Linked DNA regions of Mus musculus: regions 1, 3, 4 and 5 are each linked to region 2. Evidence: chromatin contacts called from public HiChIP or PLAC-seq, Micro-C and promoter capture Hi-C data. All regions are on one chromosome and are shown on one strand. The core of a region is the stretch at or near the end of the contact, and the rest is flanking DNA. Distances in the headings are between cores, read along the strand shown.

What was found. Promoter capture Hi-C pulls out the DNA fragments that hold promoters and counts their contacts. A called contact is a pair of places that touch in the nucleus more often than the background predicts. HiChIP or PLAC-seq counts read pairs in DNA pulled down with a chosen protein or histone mark.
Region 1: a contact with region 2 is called in a promoter capture Hi-C map of pre-B cells, with 3 times the contacts expected there. The contact joins the promoter of Atp5pb here to the promoter of Kcna3 in region 2. A contact is called at or near these places in 7 of 39 promoter capture datasets (the C10 cell line, cranial neural crest, hematopoietic stem and progenitor cells and 4 more), 2 of 484 Hi-C or Micro-C datasets (B cells and CD4 T cells), 2 of 115 datasets of contacts at active chromatin or transcription factors (astrocytes and large pre-B cells) and 1 of 9 other capture datasets (liver).
Region 3: a contact with region 2 is called in a promoter capture Hi-C map of liver, with 4 times the contacts expected there. The contact joins the promoter of Pifo here to the promoter of Kcna3 in region 2. A contact is called at or near these places in 14 of 39 promoter capture datasets (the 3T3-L1 cell line, the C10 cell line, the HPC-7 cell line and 9 more), 1 of 484 Hi-C or Micro-C datasets (CD4 T cells) and 6 of 115 datasets of contacts at active chromatin or transcription factors (the 230-238 cell line, SST interneurons, T-cell acute lymphoblastic leukemia and 2 more).
Region 4: a contact with region 2 is called in a Micro-C map of embryonic stem cells, with 5 times the contacts expected there. The contact joins the promoter of Rap1a here to the promoter of Kcna3 in region 2. A contact is called at or near these places in 3 of 39 promoter capture datasets (the C10 cell line, hippocampal neurons and pre-B cells), 1 of 484 Hi-C or Micro-C datasets (embryonic stem cells), 3 of 115 datasets of contacts at active chromatin or transcription factors (astrocytes, memory CD8 T cells and pro-B cells) and 1 of 9 other capture datasets (liver).
Region 5: a contact with region 2 is called in an H3K4me3 HiChIP or PLAC-seq map of bone marrow-derived macrophages, with 4 times the contacts expected there. The contact joins the enhancer-like site here to the promoter of Kcna3 in region 2. A contact is called at or near these places in 5 of 39 promoter capture datasets (cranial neural crest, hematopoietic stem and progenitor cells, liver and 2 more), 1 of 484 Hi-C or Micro-C datasets (B cells) and 3 of 115 datasets of contacts at active chromatin or transcription factors (bone marrow-derived macrophages, large pre-B cells and pro-B cells).

Annotation. Positions count from the first base shown.
Region 1 is chr3:105,957,831-105,960,530 of GRCm38.p6, reverse strand. It overlaps Atp5pb (ATP synthase peripheral stalk-membrane subunit b), which reads left to right and starts at 1,268. Exons shown (of 7, transcript NM_009725.5): 1 at 1,268-1,383; 2 at 1,633-1,669. The coding sequence starts at 1,344. Wdr77 (WD repeat domain 77) reads right to left here and starts at 1,033. Exons shown (of 10, transcript NM_027432.3): 1 at 833-1,033; 2 at 393-578. The coding sequence starts at 947.
Region 2 is chr3:107,034,818-107,037,517 of GRCm38.p6, reverse strand. Kcna3 (potassium voltage-gated channel, shaker-related subfamily, member 3) reads right to left here and starts at 1,356. Exons shown (of 1, transcript NM_008418.2): 1 at 1-1,356. The coding sequence starts at 1,095.
Region 3 is chr3:106,000,245-106,002,944 of GRCm38.p6, reverse strand. It overlaps Pifo (primary cilia formation), which reads left to right and starts at 1,448. Exons shown (of 6, transcript NM_029604.3): 1 at 1,448-1,618; 2 at 1,702-1,847; 3 at 2,475-2,573. The coding sequence starts at 1,558.
Region 4 is chr3:105,799,957-105,802,656 of GRCm38.p6, reverse strand. It overlaps Rap1a (RAS-related protein 1a), which reads left to right and starts at 1,276. Exons shown (of 8, transcript NM_145541.5): 1 at 1,276-1,418.
Region 5 is chr3:105,909,266-105,911,965 of GRCm38.p6, reverse strand. The region is part of intron 1 of Tmigd3 (transmembrane and immunoglobulin domain containing 3); the gene reads right to left. Among named protein-coding and RNA genes, the nearest start is that of Adora3, 6.2 kb to the right of the region's middle. Within about 2 kb of position 1,280, at least 87 of the 459 cell types and tissues checked have an H3K27ac peak or open chromatin away from gene starts, as enhancers often do. A contact at or near this core is called in B cells, bone marrow-derived macrophages and hematopoietic stem and progenitor cells, where this site is marked.

The sequences.
Region 1 (2,700 bases), core at 19-2,518, 1.1 Mb after region 2:
CCCTAGCTTGTCCAACATTTACCCTCCATCACCTACCAACTTCATTTCTTTGTCTTTTTTAATGCCAAAGCCTACATTTCTCAGCCTGACACTCAAAGAAAGGTGGGATTAAGGACTGTCCAGTGACAGAGCAGTTGCCTAGCAAGGTGAGTCAATTCACAGCACATAGCAAACACAACAGCAAAAGAAAACAGGAGGCTAGGCACGGTGGCACACGTCTTTAATTACAGCACAGAGGAAGACTTCTGTGAGTTCAAGGCCAGCCTGGTCTACTTAGTTTCTGGGACAGCCAAGCCAATAAGGTAAACAACCCTGCTTCTAAATAATAAAACACCTTTTCCCATCCTACCCTGTACCCAACTCTTCAATTCCAGGGGAGGGGGATCACTCACCTGAATCAGAAGCCACTAGGATACCTTTGTCCCCCACCCAAGTGAGGTCAGCTACTCCAGCCTCGGTCTGGACGCCAGCAGAGCAGAAACCTTCGTTGGGGGCCGCACTAGGATCCTTGAAAAACCACAGAGAACCTACCCAGCAGCGACCACTCAGGCTGGAGACCCCGAGCAGAAGGGAACCATCTACGGTGGGGAGAGCAAAGTTATAAGGTGTCAGATGGAAGGCCTTGTTTCTATGGTAACCTCACAGAACCCCGTGGCGGGACCAGTCTGAATCTGAGATCGGATTTGTGGAGCTGAGCTGGGGCAGGGCCAGGACGCCAGGTATGGCCGAGGAGGGCCACACGGCGCTGGGAGGACTCGAGAGGGTCAGCACCGGGAGAGGGCACCCGAGACTGGGGGTAAAGGGGCTTCCAGGCCCCGGGATCTCGGCTCACCAGACCGGTACCGTGCAGCCTCCAATTGACGTTCCATGCATGCGGGCGCATTGGGGGGCAGGTTCCACTCGCGGGCCGCCGGGGGCACGAGCGGAGGAGGGGTGTCCTTCCGCATCTCCACGATTCCAAATCTAACCTAGACCCAGACTCGACGAGAGACCCTGACTCGGCGCCGGAGGGACCGCACACGTGGTGTACCTCTGCGCAACCGCCCCTCTCCGAGGGAATTCGCTCTACTTCTCGCGAGAATTGTGTCTACCCTTCCAGCCTGCTTTTCCGTCTCCTGTCCCCGCAGCGGGATTTTGTTTGTTTCCCTCCCTCAGCCCCACCCATTTTTTCTCCTCTTCTCGCGATAGTGGGGAGGGGGCGGGGAAAAAGCCGAGAACTTCCGAGAAAAAGCGAGCTGATCTCTTCTCGCGAGATGTGCGAGCGGCCATCTTGCTCCTGCCCCTGACAGGCTCGGGTCGGGGTCACAGGGACACGGAGCCCGCTGTCCCGCTCTTCGCAGACAATGCTGTCCCGGGTGGTGCTTTCTGCTGCCGCCACAGCGGGTGAGAGACGTAGAGCCTAGGTTAGCGTAGCAGGGTGACTAGGAAGAAGCCAGGCCGGGGAGGCGGGAAGCGGGTAGAGGACGGACTGCGGCGTTTGGGCCCGAGCTCACCCACGGGAGCGATCTGGAGAGCTCCCGGGCCGCCCAGCATCTCAGGGCGCGGCAGAGACGGATGCCAGGGCCGACACCCGGGAAGGTAGAAACGCGATTTCTCCTTGACTTTGCTAACCTCCGTCTTGTGTATTTCCAGCCCCGTGTCTGAAGAACGCGGCCGCCCTAGGTCCAGGGTGAGTGTCACCACGTCTTATTCTCTTTCCATTTCCTAGCGTCAAGCCAAAAATTGCTGTTTTCCTTCACGTTAGCCAGCTTGCATACTCATTCGGACGTTTGTTCTTCTAATTGCCTTGAACATGATCCTGTTCCTTCCTCTGACAAACACCAAAGAGAGGCTCACCCCTCGTTGTGACCTTCAGCGACACACAACCAAGTTACTGGCTTACTTACCCCCAAGGACAGATCTGGTTAAATACAGCAAAATAAAACCTATTGTTTTGGGTGTCTTCCAGATTTCCATCTTTTATTAACCATATCAGGAGGCCGAAAACACATATGGCTTCGTAAATGCTTGTGTTGATGATCACATAATGTGACAGTGGATAACTTTGTGGAGATCACAGTAACAACCCTAGTCCTAGAGACAGCTACACAGTAGCTCCATCCTCTAATCCGTCAGTAAGACTCAACTCGTGAGGATGCTTTGAGTCTGACTACTTTCACTACCATTGTTACAGCATGAAGCCGCTGCCCACAGTTCTGAAATGGACAATTTCACTAGGCTTTCAGTCTTAACATCTGTTTTTATCCCAATACAGTCCATTCTCAATGTAGCAGAGAGATCTTGGCAGTTCCCCCCACTTAAAACCCTTCAGAGCTCATATCCCTATTGCAATAAAATCTAAACATAGCAAAACCAAGAAAACCTGAATTAACCTCATCTGTGTCTTGGGTCTTTTTTTATGTACTGTTAATGCCAGCCCTGCTTTCTCCAAAGAATGTCAAACTCTTTTTTTTTTTTTTAATAATTTTATTTTTGTGTGCGTGTGTGCTTGCAGAGGCAGAGAAAAAGGTATTAGATCTGCAGCTGGAGTTAGAGGTTGCTGTGGGCAGCCCAGCATAGGTTCTGGGAACCAAATCTGGTCCTGTGAAGAGCAGTAAGCACTCTTGACCGTCTTTCAGCTTTAAGCTCTTTGGTTGTCATTCACCTTGTGGCTTGAGAGATGTGAGTATAGGTGAGGCATTAAGGAAAGATGAATGTAGA
Region 2 (2,700 bases), core at 107-2,606:
GAAAAGGATGACCCCAATGAAGAGGAAGAATATGAGCAGCCCCAGCTCCCGCATGGAAGCCTTCAGCGTCTGTCCTAGGATCTGCAGCCCCTTAGAATGGCGGGAGAGCTTGAAGATGCGGAAAACCCTTACTAGGCGGATGACTCTCAGGATGGCCAGCGACATGGCCTGCTGCCCATTACCTTGTCGTTCAGCCAGCTCAGTGCCCAGAGTGATAAAATAAGGAATGATGGCCACAATGTCTATCAAGTTCATGATATTTCTGGAGAAGGTGGCTTTACTGGGGCAAGCAAAGAACCGCACCAGAAGCTCAAAGGAGAACCAGATGATGCACAAGGTCTCCACCACGAAGAAGGGGTCCGAGAAGCTGGAGGCTCCAGAAGGGGCCCCCGACGTGCTGTTGTTGGCAGCCTCAAACACGTCCTGCGACGGGGAGGCGGGATAGTCTTTCTCATCGCGAAACTCGGGAAGCGTCTCCAAGCAGAAGATGACAATGGAGATGAGAATGACCAGCACTGACACAATGGCAATGCCCCGGGCCGGCCCGGAGCTCTCCGGATATTCGAAGAGCAGCCACACCTGGCGCTGGAAGTCACGGCGGGGCAGGGGTCGCTCCTCCTCCCGCAGGAAGCCCTCATCCTCACGGAACTTTTCCATGGCCTCCTCACCCAGCTGGTAAAAGCGGATCTCCTCGGAGAAGATGTCGATGGGCACGTTGACCGGCCGGCGAATGCGGCCCCCGGACTGGTAGTAGTAGAGGATGGCGTCGAAGCTGGGTCGGTTGCGGTCGAAGAAGTACTCATTGCGGAGTGGGTCAAAGTACCGCATGCGCCGCTTGGGGTCGCCCAGCAGTGTCTCGGGGAACTGGCAGAGGGTCTTGAGCTGCGTCTCGAAGCGCAGCCCAGAGATGTTGATGACCACACGCTCGCCGCAGCAATCTTGCTCGCCCGCGGCGGGCAGCGCGGGTGGCAGTGGCTCGTAGCGGTCGCAGCCGCCACCGCCGCCGCCACTGCCACAGCCTCCCTGAGGCGGGTCCCCGCCACCGCCTCCCGCCGCCTCTGGCTCCAGCAGGTGGTCCCCGGGCACCACGGTCATGTCTGGCGGCAGCTCGGCGTGGCCGGGGCTCTGCAGGATGCGCGCGCCGCCTCCTGCGGGGTCCGGTGCAGGGTGGGCGCGGTGATGGGTGGAGGGCTGCGGCGGTCGAGCGCGGGAGGCGGCGGTGCTTTCCTTCCCTGCTGGCGGCTGCCGGCCCGAGTCGCTCCTCCTGGAGCTCCCCGCCCCACCGCCGCCTCTGCCCTACGAGCCCGGCCCCGCCGCCTGTTGCTGCGGCTGCCGCGAGGCTCTGTCTGGGCTGGCGCGGCCCGCGGGGCTGCACGGTCCAGACGCCTCCTCCTCCCTCCTCCGCACCCCTCCCCGCGGGGCGCGCGCCCGCCTCTCTGCCACCGCCCCCGGGTTTCCCGCCCACCGCGCGCGCGCGCTCCGCTTCCCGCTTGCCACCCTTGTTCCTCGACCTTCTTTGTCACTGGATCGCCGCCAACTTGCACCCCACTCCCCAGACTCCGCGGAACCCCTACCCAGCCACGCTGGCCTTGGAGGAACCCGGCCGCCTGACCTCGTTCCTGGGCTCTGCTTGCTCGCTCCTGGTCAGCGCGCGTTCCCTTCCCGCGCGTGGTCGAGACCTAATCTCAGGGCTGTTATACCCACGCAAGGACCACACCTCATCCCTCGAAGGGAGGCCTCCTGGCCCTTGACACTTTGCCAAGAAGGGCAAGTTCCACTAGAGTAGGTAACAAAAAGTCCCAAGCAAAGGAGGCATCCAGGCATCCAGACCCTGAATGTCTTGGGAGGAGGGGCTGCAGGCTAGGTTGTCTGGGCTAGTGCAGGATAGGATAGTCTGGGGCCAGCATCCGGATTTAGAGGGGTAGAATAATGCTAAAACCTGGGTGTTGGTGCAGTAAACGATATTTTTGGACAGGAAGCAATGGGTTAATGGGTAACATGGGGTCTCAAGTCTTCCCAGCAGTCTAAAAAGAGGGTCCTTAAAGGCATCTGGAGACCTCATTTTTATAATGGTTAGCTCAGTGCGGGCAGAATCAGGGGCAAGTTTCTGGTTGGGATTAGTGAGGGCAGTGGAAAAAAATAAGAGGGAATGGTAAAGAAAATTCACCACACCTTACTGTGTGACGAACAGGCCCAATACCTAGCGTTTAATTAACACAATGATACCTGCCCTTGCAGTAGGGAACTCGAGAAAGTGTATTTTAGCTGTTAATGTGGGAAAGCCTTCATTTTGCAGATTGTGCCTCTCTTGCTTGATATGGGCCTACAGAAAATATTATCTCCCTTAAACTGTTTCTCTAAATTGTGCTGGTTGCTTTAAACATAATTTCTGTTCCCAGACATTTAGCTACCCCAAGTATAAGTACCAGAGTTACAAAATTCTGTTACCCCCTTGAATCATTGCAATCGTTTGCAAAAGAGGAACTATTGTCTAGACATTCACTCATTCCATGAAGTTAGCTGAAAATTCAGTTTGATGTAAGAGTGATCTGTCGTCATGTTTTTCTTACCCCCTCTCCCAACTACTAAACTATGATAAAGAGGGCTTGCCCAACTTCTGTTGTTAGCAACTTGGAAATCCTGGGATCTCAGCATTTGTTTGTTGTACTGAATTCTGCAACAAGTGATGCTTTGTATTTA
Region 3 (2,700 bases), core at 199-2,698, 1.0 Mb after region 2:
ATTTGAAATGCAAATAAAGAAAATATCTAATAAAAAAAATCTTAGCGGATGCTCACAGTCATGCTCAAGGAGCACAGGGTCCCCAATGAAGGAGCTAGATCAAGGACCCAAGGAGCTGAAGGGGTTTGCAGTCCCATAGGAGGAACAACAATATGAACCAACCAGTACCCCCAGAGCTCCCAGGGACTAAACCACCAACCAAAGAAAACACATGGTGGGACTCGTGGCTCTAGCTGCATATGTAGCAGAGAATGGACCAGTTGGCCATCAATAGGAGGAGAGGCCTTTGGTCCTGTGAAGGTTCTATACCCCAGTATAGGGGAATGCCAGGGCCAGGAATGGGAGTGAGTAGATTGGGGAGCAGGGGAGGAGGGAAGGGATAGGGGATTTTCAGAGGGAAAACTAGTAAAGGGTTAGATGTAAATAAAGAAAATATCTAATAAAAAAATCTAAAAAATAATCTAAGGAAGGAAGGAGAGAGGGGGGGGGAGGGAGGAAGGGAGGGAGGGAGGGAGGGAGGGAGGGAGGGAGGGAGGGAGGAAGGAAGACACACAGCAGCATGGGCCAGACAGTGTGTCTTGTTACCTCCTATACCTGGACAAGTCGTAAAGCTACCCTAAAACACAGGGGAGAAAAGTTCTTGTTTCTGCACAGGACAAAGTTTAATAACAAACATTCTGATGTTCTTTCTCTCAGTAGTATGAAAAAGCTCAAAGGTTAGTTGGCTGTTATCTATGTGATGAAAACCTTTTACGTTGACAACTGCTAGGAAGTACACACTGTGTGGTTTTGCTTCCACAGCCTTAAAACACTCAGCAAACCTGTCAGTAGAATTATGAGGATACTGAGACTTACAAAAATGTTAAATTATTAAGCTCTTCAACAATGCAAATGCACTCTTAGTGTTCCACTGAGAGCCATTAGCTTTTGAAAGCCTCCTACCCACACGTTCCTGCGCTCTCCTACCCCTGCACCCCTACACACACACACACACACACACACACACACACACACACACACACACACACGATCTCAGACTTGAGGAAAAAGAAAAACGGATCTAAAATGGACCTGATGGGGTCCTTGCTGTCAGCGCAATCTCAACACCCACCTGCCCCACAGTCCTCTGCTCCAGGCATCGTTCAGAGGCACAATCTTCCTCACTTGTCAGCACAGAGTTTTCTCCTTTTCTGGTCCCCGGAGTCCAGACCTAGGGTGATCTGAGCCCCATAGACCTACCTTTACAGCAGTGTATTCTTCGTGGACTTTTCCAAAGAAGTTTTCCACACACTCACCCATGTAGCCCTTCCACCTGGTGCCTAGCTGGTGCCACCCTCTAGAGTTAAGAGCCTCAAAGCTTAGATGTAACTTGACCTGTGTCCTGAGCAACCTGCTGCGCAGGCGCGCTCAGAGCTCTCCGCGGTTCCGTTCCCTTGGCAACGTAGTACACAGAGCTAATCCTAGCACCCTGCAGGATGTGCTTCAGCAGAATAGGTAAGGAGAGTAGCAGAGATTTACAGAGCAGACAGCAGAAGAAGGGTAAGAAGAGCAGGAGAGATGAACACGGAGGAAATACCGGTTGCTCCTCCGCTCCGTGGAGTTACACCTGCTTTACAATGTAAGAGTTGGCAGCACGGTCCCCTTGCCCCATGCTTCCCTCCACCCACGTGCTCACCTGGAGTTTCTTCTCTTGATCTTTAGGGAAGGTGAATAATTACTCCTTTGGAACACGTCAAGCGAGGAAACTCTTTCCTCACTACCATCCCCCAACCTGGCTGGGGAACCTGTATCTCCCTCTTAGGGGAATGCCCCACACAGGCCCTGGGTGTTATGCAGCAGCAACAGATGTAAGTATTCACTTCCCCTTGGGTGGGACTCAGTTTCCTGTCTACAGCAGGATGCATAGGTGTTCTGGGAGAAAAACTGCTCTATGTGTAACTTTAATTTCTGGGTCCCAATATGAGACAAGCTGTAGAGCCTATGTGTAAACTACGATAGTTCGCCACTTTCCATCCCCCACTAAACGCAAGCTTGTCTTCATATAATCCCTTCCCTGTCTTCACTTCCAGCGCCCTCTTGAGCTGTCAGTCAGTACAATCTTCAGGCTGACTCTTCCATAAAAGTAAATTCAGTTGTTGACAGCTCTAAAGACTGAAGCCATTGGGATACACAGAAATTCATGTGTTTGTCTGTCCAGCCACACCTCTTTGCAAAGTCACTTGTGTCATTTGTTGAACTCTATGCTTTTGACTATAAAAGAACCAAGACAAGGTGGGGGAAGGCCATGTCTTGCAGAGAAGTTTACACATTCTGTATTCACTCCACTTTGAAGGCCGTTCTAGGATTGTGTTACTAATTCTGATGCTTTTCTTCTTTCTCCACCCCACCCCACCACCGCACCACCACCACCCCAACCCCACGCCCACCCCACCCCCCACCCCACCCCGCCTTCGTTCTCTTCCTTCCACTGGAAGTGGAATGGTTTGGCATATAATCTATCGAAAGTCCCAACCAGTACGAAAGGCTATGCTATTGGAGCCAGGACAGCTGTGAGGTTTAAGCCAATCAGCAAGGTAATGTTCTGGGATTGTTCTGGGTGGATCATGTGGCAACATAAATTTATGTTGAGACATTAACACAGGTAGATGATTGGGAAGCAGGGAGAAAAGCCCTTCACTAAAGAAATGGATCCAAAGCAAG
Region 4 (2,700 bases), core at 27-2,526, 1.2 Mb after region 2:
AGGGGTTCCTCTAACCTGACTGTCAACTCTGCTTATCTTTAACCTCTAAGTTTCTCTTGGTCCTCTCTTCCAGTTACTCCCCATCCCTAAGAGAGTTTATGTAGACCGGAGGGTCAAATCATCTACATCCTGATGGATCTCAAATTTATATCTCAGACTCATCACCACTGAACTTTCTCCATCCCCCATAAAACTGAACTCTCAATTTCTTTGGTCCCAGCTTTGTTCTTACCCTATCTTCTCTCTTATTAAATGATATCAGTCAGCAGGCCCCCAACCTAAGATTCATTCCTAATTGTTTCGTTCGACCCTCTGCTTTCTCAAGTCTAAATCTATTAAAATAGGTTTAATAAAGCTAAAATAAACAAAATCTAAAATAAAATAACCACTCTTGGCCAATTGGACGAGAATAGCCACCTTAGACTTCCCCTGTGAACATTCGTGCTTCAGTTGGATATTTTACATACACAGTGAGACTCACTCCAGTTCCCGATGGGCCTGAAACTCATTGTGTAGTCCAGGCTAACCTCAAACTCGTGGCAATTCTGTTCCTGTTTTCAAAATGCTGGGATTCCAGGAGTAAACCACCACGCCCTGCATAAAGTTAACCTTTAAAAACATGAACTAGATATAGTTGTTTCTGGGCCCACCCTCTCCTCGGGGCTTCCTGTTGTCATTACAATGGCCCAAAGGCTCCACCGGGTCTGGTCGTTTGTCCAGATCTTGGCGCCTCAGTACTCTTTGGCCATAGACTCTACTTATCTATCCATCCTTTCGCTTGCATTTTGCTAGTTGTGAAATATGGAAGACACACCCCACCTCGGGGTTTGTGGCTGATTTCCTCTCAACCCAGGAAGGTATTCTTCTCATCCAGCCTCTTTTGGATAGGCTCGTTTCTTCATAGCACGAACAAAAGCATGCAAAGCCCTCCCTGGTGACCTGTGAATTTTGCTACTCTTTTTGTTGTTCGTGTTCCCTCTCCTGGGTCACGAGGATGAGAGCTCTATAAGTGACTTTCCCTATGTATGCCTAGGCATTGGGGACCTACTAGGCACTCAACTAACAGCTGTCCCATGGTTGCATCCCTTCAAAATTCTCTTTCTGATTTTTTTTTCCCTTCCTCATTTCAATGTTGGCCTTAACCACCTTCTCAAAGGCAAGGCCCCAGTTCCTGTTGGCACACTATGCCCCCCACCCTTTGAAGAACGGCTCCCTTAAATAGATTCCGGACACAGCGGGGAAGGCGGAGACCAGGGCGGGGGGGGCGGGGCCTGCGTGCTGCGTGCGTGCGCGTTCCGGAGGCGCCGCCGCCGCCGCTCCCGAGGCCGCTGCTCCTGCCGCCGCCGTGCAGAGCCCGAGCCCGAGCCGCGGCCGAGAGGAGGGAGGAGGAGGAGGTGGAGGAGGCGCCGGGCCGCGGGGTGAGTACGGGGTGCGAGTGAGGGGCGCGGACTGGCCGCACCTCGGTGGCCTATTCTTAACCGTCCGCGAGTCCGGGGCGGCGGCCGGGGGCCCGGCGGGCGGGAGGGGCCGCGGCTGAAGGCCGGAGCCAGCCACGCCCGCGGACCGAGGCGGCCCGGCGGGGCCTGCGGGACCGGCCGCGAGGGGCGGGCCGCGAGATGGGACGCGTGTCCGCGCCCGCTCGGCTGTCGTCCCCGCGGACGGAGAGGTGCGGTGCCCTCCGCGCGGCCTTTGCCCCGGCCGCCGAGCGCTGACACCTCTGTGTCCCACTCCGCCGCCAGCCCGGGTTCCCGCCCTCCCTGCCCTCTGTATTCTGCCGCTTGCCATGTGTTCGCCTTTGCAGCGTCGCTCTCGACTCTCTGATATCTGCTGCTACCCCTGAATTTTGTCAGGAAAGAGGCCACGGTGTGATTCCGGTCTTCCGCCCACCGAGGGCGTGTGAGGAGTGTGGGGTGGTGGGATTGTAGCTTGTCTCCTTACTCAGAAAGTTAAGGGCAGTGTCTTCTGCTGAGTTGTGTAATTGGCTGTTGTAAGGAGAAGAGCAAGGAAGGACAGTTGTGTCCCCCGCGTCCGCCCCCCCTCCTATCTGAGATTTCCTCACAGGATAGAAAACTAGAGTTGAGGGGACCTTTCATGCCTTGGAAAAAGAGCTACCGCTCAGAAACTGTGAGTGTATTGCCGTTGGGAAAGGAAAATCGTTTTGTCGCTGCTTTGAAGGAAGTACTGTGTAAGAAATGGAATAAAAGGGCAGGAGGTTAATGGGCCAAGCGGGACAGGTACCAACCGCTGTTGTCTGCTTCTTGGGTGGCTGAAGATACTGTTTTTATTAGAGTCAAAGTGTCGACTCTCAGAATTAACCAGGGGAGTTAGCCTTCAGAAGCGGGCGGTTAGAAGAGATGATGCTGGAAACAGGATTTGGAAACTTTCTTTGAGTTTCCTGTCAGAGTGTGTGGGGGTAGATATGCCTGTGAGTACTTTTTTCTTTTGATGTAATTGATTTCTGTAACACTTTGGTAGAGTAAGTACTAGATTAGGTCCCAGACTCTTTCCTGTCTTTATGCTCTTCTGTAACACTTTGTTTCAAAATTAAATTTACATTTTCGGATATTCTTTCTTAGTGTGACTCTTGTTTAGTTTAGTTCCTTGCTACTTCAGGTTCTGTTATGATTGTGTTCGTTAGCAAGGATTATACCTGTCCCAGCATTTGTCGAATGAGTTGAGTGGTCTGTTTACACATCTCTT
Region 5 (2,700 bases), core at 31-2,530, 1.1 Mb after region 2:
TATATATCAAGTTCAAGGACAACCTGAATGACAGGAGATTCTGTCTCAAATTGGAAAAATCAAAAAAATAAAACAAATAAGAAGACAGGGGTATGAAGATCCTACAGTCAGTGTTAGCTGTCCATTCTGGAGCTGTCCATTCTGGAGCTGTCCATTCTGTTCCCCGCGCTCTCTCTTAAGGCTATGATTGATCTTTAGATTCAGGGGAGGAAAAGTACATAGGTTACTGAGAACCCACATGGAAAATGGAGAGAACCGCCTCCACAAAACTGTCCTCTGACCTCCACGTGTGCTGTCACACATGCCCTGCCACATAGCCACACGTCCACATGGCATGGATGTTATTAGTCCCATGTTACAAATGAGGAGCGCACACAGCAGTTTAAGTGAGTAGCAATGAAAACCTCTTTCCATTGTGTTGTCTCCTCTCTCTCATTCTCTCTCTCTCTCTCTCTCTCTCTCTCTCTCTCACACACACACACACACACACACACACACACACACACACAAATGTAATAAAAATGGAAGAGGAGAAAAAGCTTTTGGCTGACTCTTGGTAGGCTAGTCTCTATTTCCACTTGACTTGTATTTTTAAAAAGCAAAGTAATAAACCCATGTATTTGGCATGTACATTTGTTCAGTGTCTTCATATGAAAGAGAGGAAACCCACCCCTATATTTGTCTGTGTGTCTCTGTACCTTTTCTCTTTAGAGAAAACTCCCCAGTTTTCCTTTTAGGATGAAAACTTGCTGGCCAGAGGCAAGCCTCATGGGAAGACCCCTGGCACACTGATCTCTAAACCTGAAACCAGAGTGGAGCTACTCAGTTGTAGCCAGAAATTTTTGGTTTGCCTTTGCTAAATACTCTATGCTAAATGAGTATTTTTCACACGCCAGGCTTCAGCTTCTTCTGGGCCCCAGGTTTTGGCTTCTTCCGAGCTGGCATAGCTCTTTATTCTCTCTTGGCAAGAATGAAACCACCCAGGTCCCAGCGAGCCACCAGTGGTAGTCAGAGGGACAAAGAAAACAAAAAAGAAAGTCAAAGTCCTTCTCAGAACCTCATAGGCATGGGTCTAACGATACCAGCAAGCCCGGCCGTGATGGTCCTTCCCACTGGAGTCAAGTGATTACTTTGAATCAAGCCTCCTCACAAAGGGGAGACTGAGCGATGTCACAATAATGGAGCTTGAAATTAAAAGTCAAGAGGTGCAGTGTGAAGAGTACCAGGAAACCAAGACTCTACAGCACTTCCCCCTCACCGTCCAGCCAACTGAGCAGAGGTTGTGACACCCCGGAGCAAGCCCAGGGCCTCTTCCTGGAGCTGCTCTCAAACTAAATCAGAGACTCAGTAAGGGGAAGCCCCGAGCTCTTGATTCTTCTGGAGTGAAGAATGAGAAAGAAGGGACCACTGCTGAAATGATGACAAGAGGAATTAGGTGACCGAGCTCAGGACAAGGACAAGGCTTTAGACGAACGTCAGGAATAGCTAATTCCACTTTCAGGTTCCCGCTTCTCTTTGCTTAATTGGAACCATTGTCCTGAGGTTCTCATCAAATCAATACGTTGTCTCTGGGAGTGAGACTCTGTGGGTAGCTTCAGATTCAGAGAGGCAAAAGCAAGGGTGGGGCTGCAGGGCTCCAGTCAAGTGACTGAGCCTCAAGTACGACGCGATGATCAATCTTGTTTTGTTTTGTTTTGTTTTTTCCTCCTTCTCCCATCTCCTCCTGCCAAGGTCTCACTGTGTATTCCTGGCTGGCCTAGTATTCACTACATAGACAGGGCTGGCCTTGGGTTCACAGAGTTCTCTGCCCCCCGCCATATCCTACCCCCCCAATATTGGGAGTAAAAGTATGTCTGTCATACTTGGTCAATGGTCAACTTTTGTTTTCCAGACCACAGAGACACTATGACCAGGTGCCTCACCCTCACACCATTATGCCTTATCCACCATGATCAACTGCACCTTCACACTGAGATAAAAATAACTGTAGTAGCCACTTCACAGAATTTCAGAGCCAAGGGGCACTTAAAATCTCAGTGGTTGGAAAAGGATTGACAGAGTTAGGGAGAGTCTCTAATCCCATAGCAAACCCCCCCCCCCCCAGCTATGGCCTACACTCACAACCATAGCCCTGGGGAAATAGCCAGATACCTGGGCCTTGCCAGCTTAGACTAAGTGTTGAGCCCAAGGCCAGTTAAGAGAATTTGTTTCAGAGGCAGAGGCAGGCAGATTTCTGAGTTCGAGGCCAGCCAGCCTGGTCTACGAGAGTTCCAGGACAGCCAGAGCTACACAGAGAAACCCTGTCTCGAAAAACAAAAACAAAAGAGAATCTGTTTCAAAATAAACAAGGTGGGCAGTACCCACCTTGGTAGGAAAGGGATATCTGAATTTGTCTTCTGGCCTTCACATGCAAAATTCACACGCACCCCCCCACCACCACCACCACCACCACACACTAATGTGCACCTTCTCACACAGGAACATGTGCACACACAACCCCAAAAAATATTGACTATTTGCCTTATATTTCGTAACAGAATTTATCAGGCACTCAAAGATCGCTTTTACTAAATAGCACTGACTCCTCATCTGGGTTCACAGAGTAACTAGGAGCCAGCAAAAGCCTGGCATCCCTGTCTTCATTTTCCATCTGTATCCTTTGGGCAATCTATTTACCTGCATATGGGCATGTGAGCTACT